2 separate regions of the Sus scrofa genome follow, and region 1 is linked to region 2. A link is a contact called in public HiChIP or PLAC-seq data. All regions are on one chromosome and are shown on one strand. Each heading gives the region's core, a stretch centred on a gene start, on an enhancer-like site or on the middle of the called end of the contact. The rest is flanking DNA. Distances are from core to core; before and after follow the strand shown. Region 1 overlaps TMEM50B (transmembrane protein 50B). Region 2 overlaps IFNAR2 (interferon alpha and beta receptor subunit 2).

Region 1 (5,897 bases), core at 1,822-4,321, 260 kb after region 2:
ATCATGATGGAACATCAGACAAACCCAAATTGAGGGGCATTCTATGGAACAGGGGGTCTGCATTCTTCAAAAATACCTAGTCATGAAAGACAAAGGCAGGAGTCGTGCAAAGTTAAGAACCATCTAAAGGGCCATGACGGGAGTTCCCGTTGTGGCCCAGCAGTTAATGAACCCGACTAGCATCCATGAGGATACAGGTTCGATCCCTGGCCTCACTCAGTGGGTTAAGGATCCAGCGTTGCCGTGAGCTGTGGTATAGGTCACAGATATGGCTCAGATTTGGTGCTGCTGTGGCTGTGCTGTAGGCTGGCAGCCGTAGCTCCAATTAAACCCCTAGCCTGGGAACCTCCATATTCCATGGGTGTGGCCCTAAAAAGACAAAAAAAAAAAAAAAAAAAAAAAAAGACAGAGTAAAGGGCATGAACACTAAATGCAATGTGTGATCAGGGACTGGATTCTGGAAGAGAAAAACAGTATTTTTCTTTACTATGAAAAGCACATTAGGCAGTTCCCTTGTGGCAGCAAGTTAAGGATCTGGTGTGTCACTGAACACTGCGGCAGGTGTTCAATCCCTGGCCCCGGGAACTTTCACCTGCAGGTGGCACAGCCAAAAAAAAAAAAAAAAAAAAAGGACATTAGTGGGGCATTTGGCAAAATTTGAATGAAGTGCTTAATATCGTATCAATGTTAACTTCCTGATTTTGGTGTGATGCAGCAGCTGTGATTTGGGGAAATATACACAAAAGTATTCAAGGGTATAGAGGCATCTCGTCTGCAGCATATTGTGAAATGTCTCAGAAAAAAAACTGACTAAAGCAAACGTAGCAAAATGTTAACATTTGGGGAATCTAAAGGTTGTACAGGAATTAGGGTCTAATCTGAGCTGTAGCTTCTGGCCTATGCCAAAGCCACAGCAATGCCAAATCCGAGCCGTGTCTGCAACCTACACCATAGCTCACGGCCACACCAGATCCTTAATCCACTGAGCGAGGCGAGGGATCAAACCCACAACCTCATGGTTCCTAGTCGGATTCGTTTCCACTGCACCACGACAGGAACTCCTCTTTGACCTTATTTTTGTAAATTTCCTGTAAGCCTGAATTTATTTCCAAATAAAAAGTTAACCTCTCTCTCAATACACAACTTTCATAACAGAAGGTAAATACATTTAGCATCACACTGAATCCCCCTTTTGGCACCTGGAGAGGGTGTTCTCAAATCCGAAATCTGGTGATCATTTGCAGTGAATAAGCATTGAGATCTGCCGTATAGTACAGGGAACTGTACCTAGTCACTTGTGATGGAACAGGACGGAGGATAAGGTAAGAAAAAGAATGTGTGTATATATATATGTACAGCTGGGTCACTTTGCTGTCCAGCAGAAATTGACAGAACATTGTAACTCAACTACAACAGAAAAAAATAAAAATATTTTTTATTTGCTAAAACTTAAAGAGTTGAAGAGACATGTTATCATCTAAAAATCCCATGTAAAATGACTTAAGCTGTGTTAAATCTGCTATAGAATATAAGCACTGGAAGACAAAACAAAAACTGACTCCAGACTCTTTTTTTAAGGAGGCACGCCACCTTGTGACAAAAAGCTTAAAAGCCATTAAATGATGAAGGAAAAACCCCTTCAGGCAAAGCCACCAGGGAAAGAAGGGCCCAGCTTTATTGATCACTTGCTGCTTCCAGGTACTACGAGGCATTTCTTCAAGGGAGTTCTCAAACCATACTTACACACAAACAGCCCCAGAGTCACACAGCTAATAAGTGGCAGTGACAGAATAAGGGAAAAAATAAACTGACCTAAACACAAATTTATAATCCCTCAAGAATCCCACCTCCAGGGAGTTCCCTTTGTGGCTCAGTGGTTAACAAACCCGACTAGGATCCAGGAAGACGCAGGTTCAATCCCTGGCCTGGCTCAGTGGGTTGGGCCTGGCTCAATCTGGCATTGCCGTGAGCTGTGGTGTAGATTGCAGACACAGCTCAGATCCTGTACTGCTGTGGCTGTGGTGTAGGCCAGCAGCTGTAGCTCTGATTGGACCTCTAGCCTGGGAACCACCATATGTCACAGGTGGGGCCCTAAGAAGCCAAAAAAAAAAAAAAAAAAAAGAATCCCGCTCCAAAGCCAGAAACTTCCAGTAACATTGCAGCTGGAAATACTCCTCCTCCCCTCTGTCGTCACCATTCCCATTTTCCCATTCCCCATGTTAAGCTTTTCCCAAGGTCACAACATCCACACCTGTTTCCCACTCCTTTTGTTAATTCTCTTCTATCCATTTTTCTGAAGTCACTAAAGCAACAATTTCTCCAAATTTTATTTCCTAATATTTCCCAGGAGATAAATTCCCAAGACTCAAAGATGGAAAACACCAGTATTGATATTTCCTTCCTAAAAACATACAAGATCTATTTTATAAAAAGCACTAAGAAAAAACTTCACAGGAAAAAAAAAAAAAAGTTTTAACCTAGTTCAGCCCAGGGTCTCCCAAGGTTTTTTCTAGGGCAGCTTGGGACATGCTGGCTAAGAGGGGAGCAAGGCTTCACACTCAGGAAGAAAGGGTCCGTGATCCCTGGGTGAGCCACTTCCAGATAGAAGTTCCTATCTCTGCAGTTCCCTGGTGGCCTAGCAGGTTAAAGATGTGGCGTTGTCACCGCTATGGCGCAGGTTTGATTCCTGGCCGAAAGAGTGGTCAAAAAAAAAAGCTCCCACCTCCAACTGTGAGAGTGAGATTAAACAATGCACAGGACACAGAAAGTTCTCAGTATGTGTTAGTGATCGGGGTTGACCAGAAAAATGACATGATGTTACAGGACCCAACATCAGGAAGGTCTGGCTGGTGGTATCGAGGGAGGACAGAAATGATGGACCACGACGGGATGATGATGAAAAAATAACTCTGTGCTAAAAGCAGGTCAGAGTTCTTCACAAACTGCGGTTGACCTTCAGCATGTGAAGTTCCTTCACTTGCTAAAATGTTTATTTATAACTCCCGAATCAATACTCATGGCACTTCCTGGTCATCTGGGACATGGGTAGACTGGTAAGTCATCGGAGCCACCTGACCTGCAATTTCCCAGCAGAGGCGGGACAATGCAAAGCTCTGCCTTGTTTTTGCCCTCATGTTGTAATAAGTGTCCTTTTCATGGCTTTTTTTTTCTTTATTGCTGCACGCGGAAGTTCCCTGGCCAAGGATCAAACCTGCGCCGCAGCAGCAACCCAAGCTGATGCAGTGTCAAGGCCAGATCCTTAACGCACTGTGCCACAAAAGAACTCGCACATGGCCTATTTTGTGCCACATTTTTACATTTATGTGTCTGTTACTGACTCCACTGTATAAAACTGCGGTGTAGGTGATAGACAGAGCCCCCAAGACTGGGATGGGATTTATGGGGAAAAAATGCTCGAATCAGAAGTTTCCTTCAGGTATAAGTTAACAGCGCTGCTTTGAGCTCAAGGTCCATGAACCAACAATATTAAATAAGATGTTTTTAAACAGAAACACACATGAAGCAAGATTACGTAATGATGGCTCAGGAGAACGTTGTGGCCAAAAGCTCAACTAACACAGCATCTCCTCCGCCCCCAGCAATGATTCAAAATTTGATAATTCAGTGTTGGGGAGGCTTTATAGAACCTGCCTCTCGTGAACAATAAGAATTGACTGTATTTAGGAGTTCCCGTCATGGCGCTGCAGAAACAAATCCGACTAGGAACATGGGGTTGTAAGTTCAATCCCTGGCCTCGCTCAGTGGGTTAAGGATCCAGCGTTGCTGTGAGCTGTGGTGCAGGCTGGTGGCTACAGCTCCGTTTGGACCCTTAGCCTGGGAACCTCCATATGCCACAGGTTTGGCCCTAAAAAGACACCCCCCCCCAAAAAAAGAGAAAAATGATCAACAAAGTAACTAAAATATATAATTTCTACTTCAAATCATTTCTACTTTAATCCTTCCAGTCTGAACAGATGATACAGAGGAGAGCGAGCTCAGAAATAACAGCACAGTCTGTTAAAAACAAATGTGACTAATTGTTTAGAGTAGAACAAAATTAGCATCAGATATTTCTCCCTCATGATTTAACAGGTTGTTATATGAGATTAAAATGTCTAAAAGTAGTTGTGGCTCAACAGAAACAAATCCGACTAGTATCCATGAGGACAGGTGTTTGATCCCTGGCCTCGTTCAGTGAATTAAGGATCCAGCATTGTGGTGAGCTGCGGTGTAGGTGATAGACAGAGCTCGGATCCTGCATTGCTCTGGCTGTGGCAGAGGCTGGCAGCTGCAGCTCCGATTGGAACCCTAGCCTGGGAACTTCCATAGGCCATGGGTGTGGCCCTAAAAAGACAAAAAAAAAAAATTCTGAAAGTAGCCCCAAGCTTTAACAAAATTGAAACAACCAAAATGAGAGTGTGATGACAGGAGAGTAGAGGAAGGGGAAAAAAAAAATGGGATATATTTATAAGATTAGCAGAGATTATTTGATATGAAGTAATTAAAAATGGAGCGACAGAAAAAGAAAAAGGGTCCAGAATTGACATTATGATTGAAAACCTTCCCATCATGGAAAAATATGAAGAACCTGAATTTGGTGCATCTGTGTCAAACACTCCTGGGGTTCTTGCTCAAGTAGCAAATATTATATGGCACTGATCTTCCAGTCTTCAGGCCTTGCTACTGAAGACATGTATTAGGCTGATACATGTCAAAAGTTTATATCATGGAAAAATCTAGCCTCTGCAGCAACAATACAAAGTATATACAACAAGGATCTTAGAAACAGTACAATTAATAAAACAGAATGCTCTGGCAGTATTGGTCTATATACAAAGTAACACCAAAAGACACTCAAGATTCAACAGCCACCACACCTGTGTAAAAGGGAGATATTTATCTTAAAGGAATAAAATGTATTTTTAAATGATTACAGGACTATATTCTAACTCATAATGTCTGATAAGAGTGGGTGCTGGGAGTTCCTGTGGTGCATTGGAAATAAATCCCACTAGTATCCATGAGGACGCAGGTTCAACCCCTGACTCGCTCAGTGGGTTAAGGATCCAGAATTGCCGTGAGCTGTGGTGTGGGTCACAGACGCGGCTCGGATCCAGCATTGCTGTGGCTGTGGTATAGGCCAGCAGGGCAGCTGCAGCTCTGATTCGACCCCTAGCCTAGGAACTTCCACATACCTTGGGTACAGCCTTAAGAAAAAAGCAAAAAAAAATAAAAGAGTGGGTGCTAACATTATCTCTTTCTTAAATGAGGAAACAAAGAGGGAAATTAAGTGATTTGCTCACAATTTTAAAAATTCAGGGCAGAGTCAAAAACAGAAACAGCCACTCTTCTCAGTCCGCCTTCTGGATGCCTTCATTAGCTTTCACGCTAGCATCTCACAAATCTGAGCATAATGTATTTCTCCTTATTTTATAAAGAGAAACTGCTGCTATAACCAGGCCACTTGGATAACCGAAAAACGAACAGCAAACCAAATTTCACGGTTCGTTTTCTCCAACAGATTTAACAGTATGAGAATGTATGAGAAGTAATATTTATTGCAATGAGTTATGAGGGAGTGGAAATAAGCCATCAGTCTCACAATGTGTTGGGAGCAAGACAGAGTTTACTGACGTTTTGAGGGGAAAAAAACAACAGAGAGGGAAGTAATTAAACAAGATGGTATCCAGACAAAAAAGGCACAGCGATCCACAACTGCTTCATACTCTGTGCACAGGAAATCCTCAGGGAGGAGACGGAGAGCAAAATAAGGTTTATATTAGAAGCTGCCTATCATACCATCGATATTCTGTCTTACAACAAAAGGCTCTAGAAAAACCCCTCTGTAGGAAAAAAGTGCGACACAAGACCTGTATAACAAAGGAAAGCAAAAGTAG
Region 2 (5,998 bases), core at 1,970-4,469:
TAAAACTCGCAATGGTAAAGGTAAATATATAGTAAAGGTAGTGGATTACTCACTTATAAAACTCGTATGAAAAGCCAAAAGTAGTAAAAATAACTCTTACTATAATAACTTGTTCAGGGATACACAAAATCAAAAGATGTAAAATGTGATATGGAAACCATGAAACGGTGGGATGGGAGGAGTAAAACCATAGGGTTTCAGAATTAATTCAAACTTAGCCTGCTATCAACTTAAAATAGACTGCTATATATACAGGCTGTTATATGTGACCCTCATGGTAACCCCAAAGCAAAAACCTATAATAGGCATTAAGAAAAACAGTGGGAAAGGAAATCTTATCAAATATCTTTTCTTTTCTTTCTTTCTTTTTACGGCTGCACCTACAGCATGTGGAAGTTCTCAGGATAGGGGTCGAATGGGAGCAGCAGCTGCAGGCCTATGCCACAGCTATGGCAACACCGGATTCAAGTTGCGTCCGCAAACCACACCACAGCTTGTAGCACTGCCAGATCCTTAACCCACCGAGCGAGGCCAGGGATTGAACCCACATCCTCAAAGAAATAATGTCAGGTCCTTAACCTAGTGAGCCAGTATGGGAACTCCATAAAAGGTATCTTTCCCAACAGCAATAGTATGCAATGAGCAATTAATTACAAGAAAAAAAAACTGGAGGAGTTCCCTGGTGGCCTAGCAGCTGAGAAAACAAGGTTGTCACTGCTGTGGCTCAGGTTTGATCCCTGGTCTGGGAACTTCATTTAGTCAGGTTTGTTAACCATTGAGCCATGACAGGAACTCCCAAAGAACACATTTGAAAGCACATATGAAACATTTGCAAAAATGCAGTCACAGAGAAACACTGAACAAATTTCAAAGAGTAGATAAAACACACACCAGACCGTCTAGCCACATGTAACTGAGATAGAAGCCAATATAAACAAAGGTATGTGCATATTTGCTGATGGGACTATAAACTTATGTAAGAGCATTGGGAAAAACTTTTGGTGTGTCCTCCTAAAGTGAAAAAGTCACATACCTAATGACTTGGCAGTTTCACTTCCAGAAACATACTTGAAGCTCTTGCACTTGTAAAACCAGCAAAATATACAGGAATGTGTATAGCAGGGTGGCTTTCAACAGCAAAAATCTAGAAATCGCATTCCCTTGTGGCTCAGTGGGTTAAGGACCCAGTGTTGCTATGAGCTGTGGGGTAGGTCACAGACATGGCTTAGATCTGGCATTGCTGTGGCTGTGGCATAGGCTGGCAGCTGCAGCTCCAGTTTGACCCCTAGTCAGGGAACTCCTAGCCCCATATGCCACAGATACAGCTCTAAAAATAATTAATTAAGTAAGTAAGTAAGTAATTTGGGCAGGATCAATATGGACCAGTGATGAGAGAACATCAAGAACTCAGGATTATGGTTGATTACTCCTCTTCTGTGTACCTGAAGTCTAGTTAAAAATGAAGAAGAAAAAAAATAGCTTTTAAATGAAAGATCCCATTACGGAATTGAAAAGTGTGTTCTTTCTAGGGCAGGAGAAGCAGTAGGGTTCTAGATAGCACCAAAAAGTGAGTCACTGATTTCTGCAGGGCAAACTCATCACCCTGGAAAACTCCCAAAATGTAAGTACATCTCTGAACGAAACAAAGTATGACTCTTCTCTCAATGTACACAGCAGTTAACATTCAATTATATTAAAACCATATACTGTCTAAGTCTGCTCAGGCTGCTCTAACAAAACACCATTGATCAAGTGGCTTAAATATTAATTGTTTATTTCTCATGGCTCTAGAGGCTACAAGTCCAAGATCCAGGCGCTGATCACTTTGGCTCCTGGGGAGCACTTCGGGAGCACTAAACCCATCCAGAGGGCTCAAGGCGTTTGTCTTGGAGTTTCTCACAGCTTTCTCTCTGCAGACACTGACCAAATTCCCCAAATAAGAAGTGTCCCCCAAAGATACTCCTGTTTCCCCATGACGCACCAAGACCTAGGATTGAGTCCAGGCACCTTGATCTGCCCTTGGCAGCCTCAGACGAACTACCTGCCTTCTTGGGCTACTCCCCTAGAAAAGCATGGTCTTTTGGGAATCCATCAGCTTCCCACGCACAGAGTTCTCCCTACAGATGGCCATGGGCCATTGGGAGACTTGGGGTCCATGAGAAGACAATGCAGTTGAGGGTTTTTTTTTAATTGATCTGTATTTATGTCCTAACTCACTGGATGATATATATTCATGAGTATGCACAATTAATTCATTGCCACAATACAAAGTCTCAAAAGACTTTAGGAGTCACATGGTCTATTAGCATGTTCTAGAAGAGAAAGCTGTCTCAGATCCTCTCATTTTTGTTTTGTTTCTGTTTTCTTTCCTTTCAAGCCCTGGTGGCACCCATTTCTCAAGCATGCTTGGGGTAGGATCTTAGCTCTCTTCAACTGCAGTGGCCGCAGATCCCTGGTGCCTAACACCCAAGAAGTCGTAGGGGTACGAGTATGGGTAGAAACAAGCCCTCAAGGGTGATGTTGGCTTAAAAACAGGGTGAAAAAGGAAGGAAATGAGTAATTCTGAGAATCAGAGGTGAGAAAAGAGAGTCATGTGCATGTGGCTTAGTTCCTGGGCTGAGGCTCAGGTGATGGAGATGGGCTTCTGTTTGCCTATCCCAAGGGGCCATAGATGCCAAGGCTGCAATGCCCTGAACTATTAATAGTGACAGCTTGCAGCTGAGTGCAAAGAAGCAGCCCGTTGCTTGCTCCATTTCCTCCACCTGCCTGGGCAAAGACGGCAGCTGTGCAAAGAGAGAGGCTAAATATTGTCAAACGATGGATTGGGATTTCTTGGTCCAGGGAGGAACTGACTCCCATATTCTCACACACTGCGAGTCAGAGGGAGAGCTCAGGGGCTATGCCAGGCACAGCCTTGAGAATCTCAGCCTGGTGCCACCAAGAGGAAGTTAGAGCTAAGTACTTGACCTCGGCAATAAACTTGACCCATGAGAGGTCATCTCATGCCAGAGTTGAGACCAGATCCAGTTCCTTGATTCCTAATTTGGCATTTTTCCACTAACCATTCCTGCCTTCCTGACCGCAGGAGAGTAGAGAGATGTAGGGCTGTGGATTTTAAGAAAAGAAGAATCGAACCCACACCAGTACTCTCTGCAGTCTTGAGAAATCTCTACACTGGGTCACCTCTCATCATGACACACAAGAGTATTCCACATTTAGAAACTCTTTCTCTATGAACCTCTTTCACGATCCTGCCCACACACATCATTTTCAGCAGATGACTTTGTCACATACTTCCTGCAAAAAGCAGAAGTTGTCAGAGAGTCTCTTTCCTTGCCTTCAAATCCACCCCCTCTTTCTGCCTTCCTTTCCCCTGCTACAAAGGACAAATTTCCTTTCTACCTAAGACCAGCCCCTACAGTGTGGCTGAATCCCCCTGCCCCATCTCAACACTTTCATTCACGCCTTTATCTCCTCTCTTCCCCACTTATCAATTTCTCTCTTGCTATAGAACAATCTCAGTAGACTATGACCTACCTGACAATCACCCATCTTAGAAATACCCACCCCTTCAACCAACAAGATACATGCCACCACCTAGAATGGCTAAAATTCAAAATGCTGATAGCACCAAATGCTGGTAAGGATGGAGAGAAGGGAGGACCCTCCCTCATTGCTGACGGGAATGAAAAATGGTGTGGCCACTTGGGAAGGCTATTGGGTGATTTCTTACAAAACTAAACATGACACTTAAAATATGATCCAACAATCACACTCTTTGATATCTACCCATGAGTTGAAAACACATTCACCAAAAAAAAAAAAAAAAAAAAAAAAACCCTGCATGAGGATGTTTGTAGCAGCTTTATTCATAATTGCCAAACCTTGGAAGCAACCAAGACATTTTTCAATGGGTGAATGGATAAACAATTTGCGGTATACCCATACAATGGAATATTCCTCAGCATGAAGAAGAAAGGCACTATCAAGCCACAAAAGACATGGAGAAAGCTTAAATGCATATTGCGAAGTGAAAGAAGCCAATCTGAAAAGGCTATGTACTGTATGGGTCCAACTATATGTCACGCCAAAAAAAGAAAAACTGTGGAGATGATAAGATAAATTAATTAATTCATTCATTAAAAAAATAAAAATAAAAAATCAGTGGTTGCCAGGAAGGGAAGAGAAAAATAAGGAGCAAACAGATGGAGCACAGGGCATTTTTAGAAATTACTCTGCATGATGCTATAAAGGTGAATACATAACATTGGTCAAAACTCATAGAATGTAACCCACACAAGCGAACCCTAGTGTAAACTGGGACTTTGGTTAATAATAATGTAACAACACTGGCTCACCAATGGTAACAAATGTACCACATGATTACAAGAAGTTACTAGAGGAGTTCCCATCGTGGCTCAGTGGTTAATGAGTCTGACTAAGAACCATGAGGTTGCGGATTCGATCCCTGGCCTTGCTCAGTGGGTTAAGGATCCGGTGTTGCCCTGAGCTGTGGTGTAGGTTGCAGACGCAGTTCGGATGCTGCGTTGCTGTGGCTCTGGCGTAGTCTTGGCAGCTACAGCTCCAATTAGACCTCTACCCTGGGAACCTCCATATGCCACAGGTTCGGCCCTAGCAGAGGCAAAAAGACAGGAAAAAAAAAAAAAAAAAGATGTTACTAGAAAACTGAAGGGAGGCATAAAATGAGAACTCTCTGTACTTTCCAATGTAATTTTTCTATAAATCTAAAACTGCCCTTAAAAATTGCCTATTAATTAAAAAATTAAAGATTGTCACTGACCCATGAATAACTGTGGCCCATCCTCCTCCCACCCCTTTCTCTGCCCACTTTCACAATAAAAACTTCAAAGTTGTTTTCCTCTCCCCCTATTTTTGTCCCTAACCCCCTCTCCCTGTATTGGTTTCCTCTCGCTGCTATAAGAAATTAGTACAATTTTAGCAGCTTAAAACAAATTTATGGAGTTTCCATTGTGGCTGAGACGATTAAGAACCTCTGAGTATCCACGAAGATGTGGGTTCAATTCCTGGCCTTGCTCAGTGGGTTAAGGATCCAGCATTGCCTCAAGCTGTGGTAAAGTTCGAAGATGCCGTTCAGATGCCATATTACTGTGGTCATGGCGTAAACCAGGAGCTGCAGCTCTGATTCCACCCCTAGCCTGGGAACTTCCATATGCCACAGAAAACAAACAAACAAAATTACCTTACAGTTTGGGAGATCAGTCCTAAGATGGAGGTGCCGGTAGAGTTGTGTGCCTTCTGGAGACTGTAGGGGGCTATCCATGTCCTTGCCTTTTCTAGCCTCTAAAGGCCACCTGCACCCATTGGTTCATGGCTCCTACCTGCCATCTTCAAGGTCAACAATGTAGCACCTCCCAAGGACTGGCTTCTCCACCCCAGGCTAGGGGGGCAAATCAGAGCTGCAGTTGCTGGCCTACACCATAGCCATAGCCACGCTGGACCTGAGCAGCATCTGTGACCTACACCACAGCTCATGGCAATGCCAGGTCCATAACCCACTGAGCTAGGCCAGGGATCAAGCCTGCATCCTCATGGATACTAGTCAGGTTCGTTACTGCTGAGCCACAATGGGAACTCCCGTCCTTACATCTTCTTTCTCTGACTCTGATCCTCCCGCATCCTCCTCCTACAGACCCTGTGGTTACCTTGAGCCCACCCAAATAATCCAGGCTAATCTGCCTATTGAAAGATCTTCCTTCATACCTGCAAAGTCCCTTTGACCACATAAGGTAAGATTGTCAGAGATGCTAGGGACCAGGATGTGGACATCTTGGAGTCATACTTCCTAACTGGGCTCCCTTGAGGCAGCTCTTGTCCAGAGGTTACTGGCAGCCCTGCTCACAGCTTCATCTTACTTAACCCCTCAACACGTTGCACAAGAAGTCATCAAGAGACTCTTGGAGTTCTTGTCGTGGCACAGCAGAAGCAAATCCAACTAGTATCCATGAGGATGAGGGTT

The links. HiChIP or PLAC-seq counts read pairs in DNA pulled down with a chosen protein or histone mark.
Region 1: an H3K27ac HiChIP or PLAC-seq map of alveolar macrophages shows a contact between it and region 2. The contact joins two enhancer-like sites. A contact is called at or near these places in 1 of 5 promoter capture datasets (liver), 17 of 47 Hi-C or Micro-C datasets (blood, embryonic fibroblasts, epiblast stem cells and 9 more) and 1 of 2 datasets of contacts at active chromatin or transcription factors (alveolar macrophages).

Annotation. Positions count from the first base shown.
Region 1 is chr13:197,042,745-197,048,641 of Sscrofa11.1, forward strand. TMEM50B (transmembrane protein 50B) reads right to left here. Exons shown (of 7, transcript XM_021070935.1): 7 at 5,541-5,897. Among named protein-coding and RNA genes, the nearest start is that of IFNGR2, 38 kb to the left of the region's middle. Within about 2 kb of position 3,072, at least 5 of the 83 cell types and tissues checked have an H3K27ac peak or open chromatin away from gene starts, as enhancers often do. A contact at or near this core is called in alveolar macrophages, where this site is marked.
Region 2 is chr13:196,785,747-196,791,744 of Sscrofa11.1, forward strand. All of the region lies in intron 1 of IFNAR2 (interferon alpha and beta receptor subunit 2), which reads left to right. All of the region lies in intron 4 of LOC110256370 (40S ribosomal protein S2-like), which reads right to left. Among named protein-coding and RNA genes, the nearest start is that of IFNAR2, 23 kb to the left of the region's middle. Within about 2 kb of position 3,220, at least 14 of the 83 cell types and tissues checked have an H3K27ac peak or open chromatin away from gene starts, as enhancers often do. A contact at or near this core is called in alveolar macrophages, where this site is marked.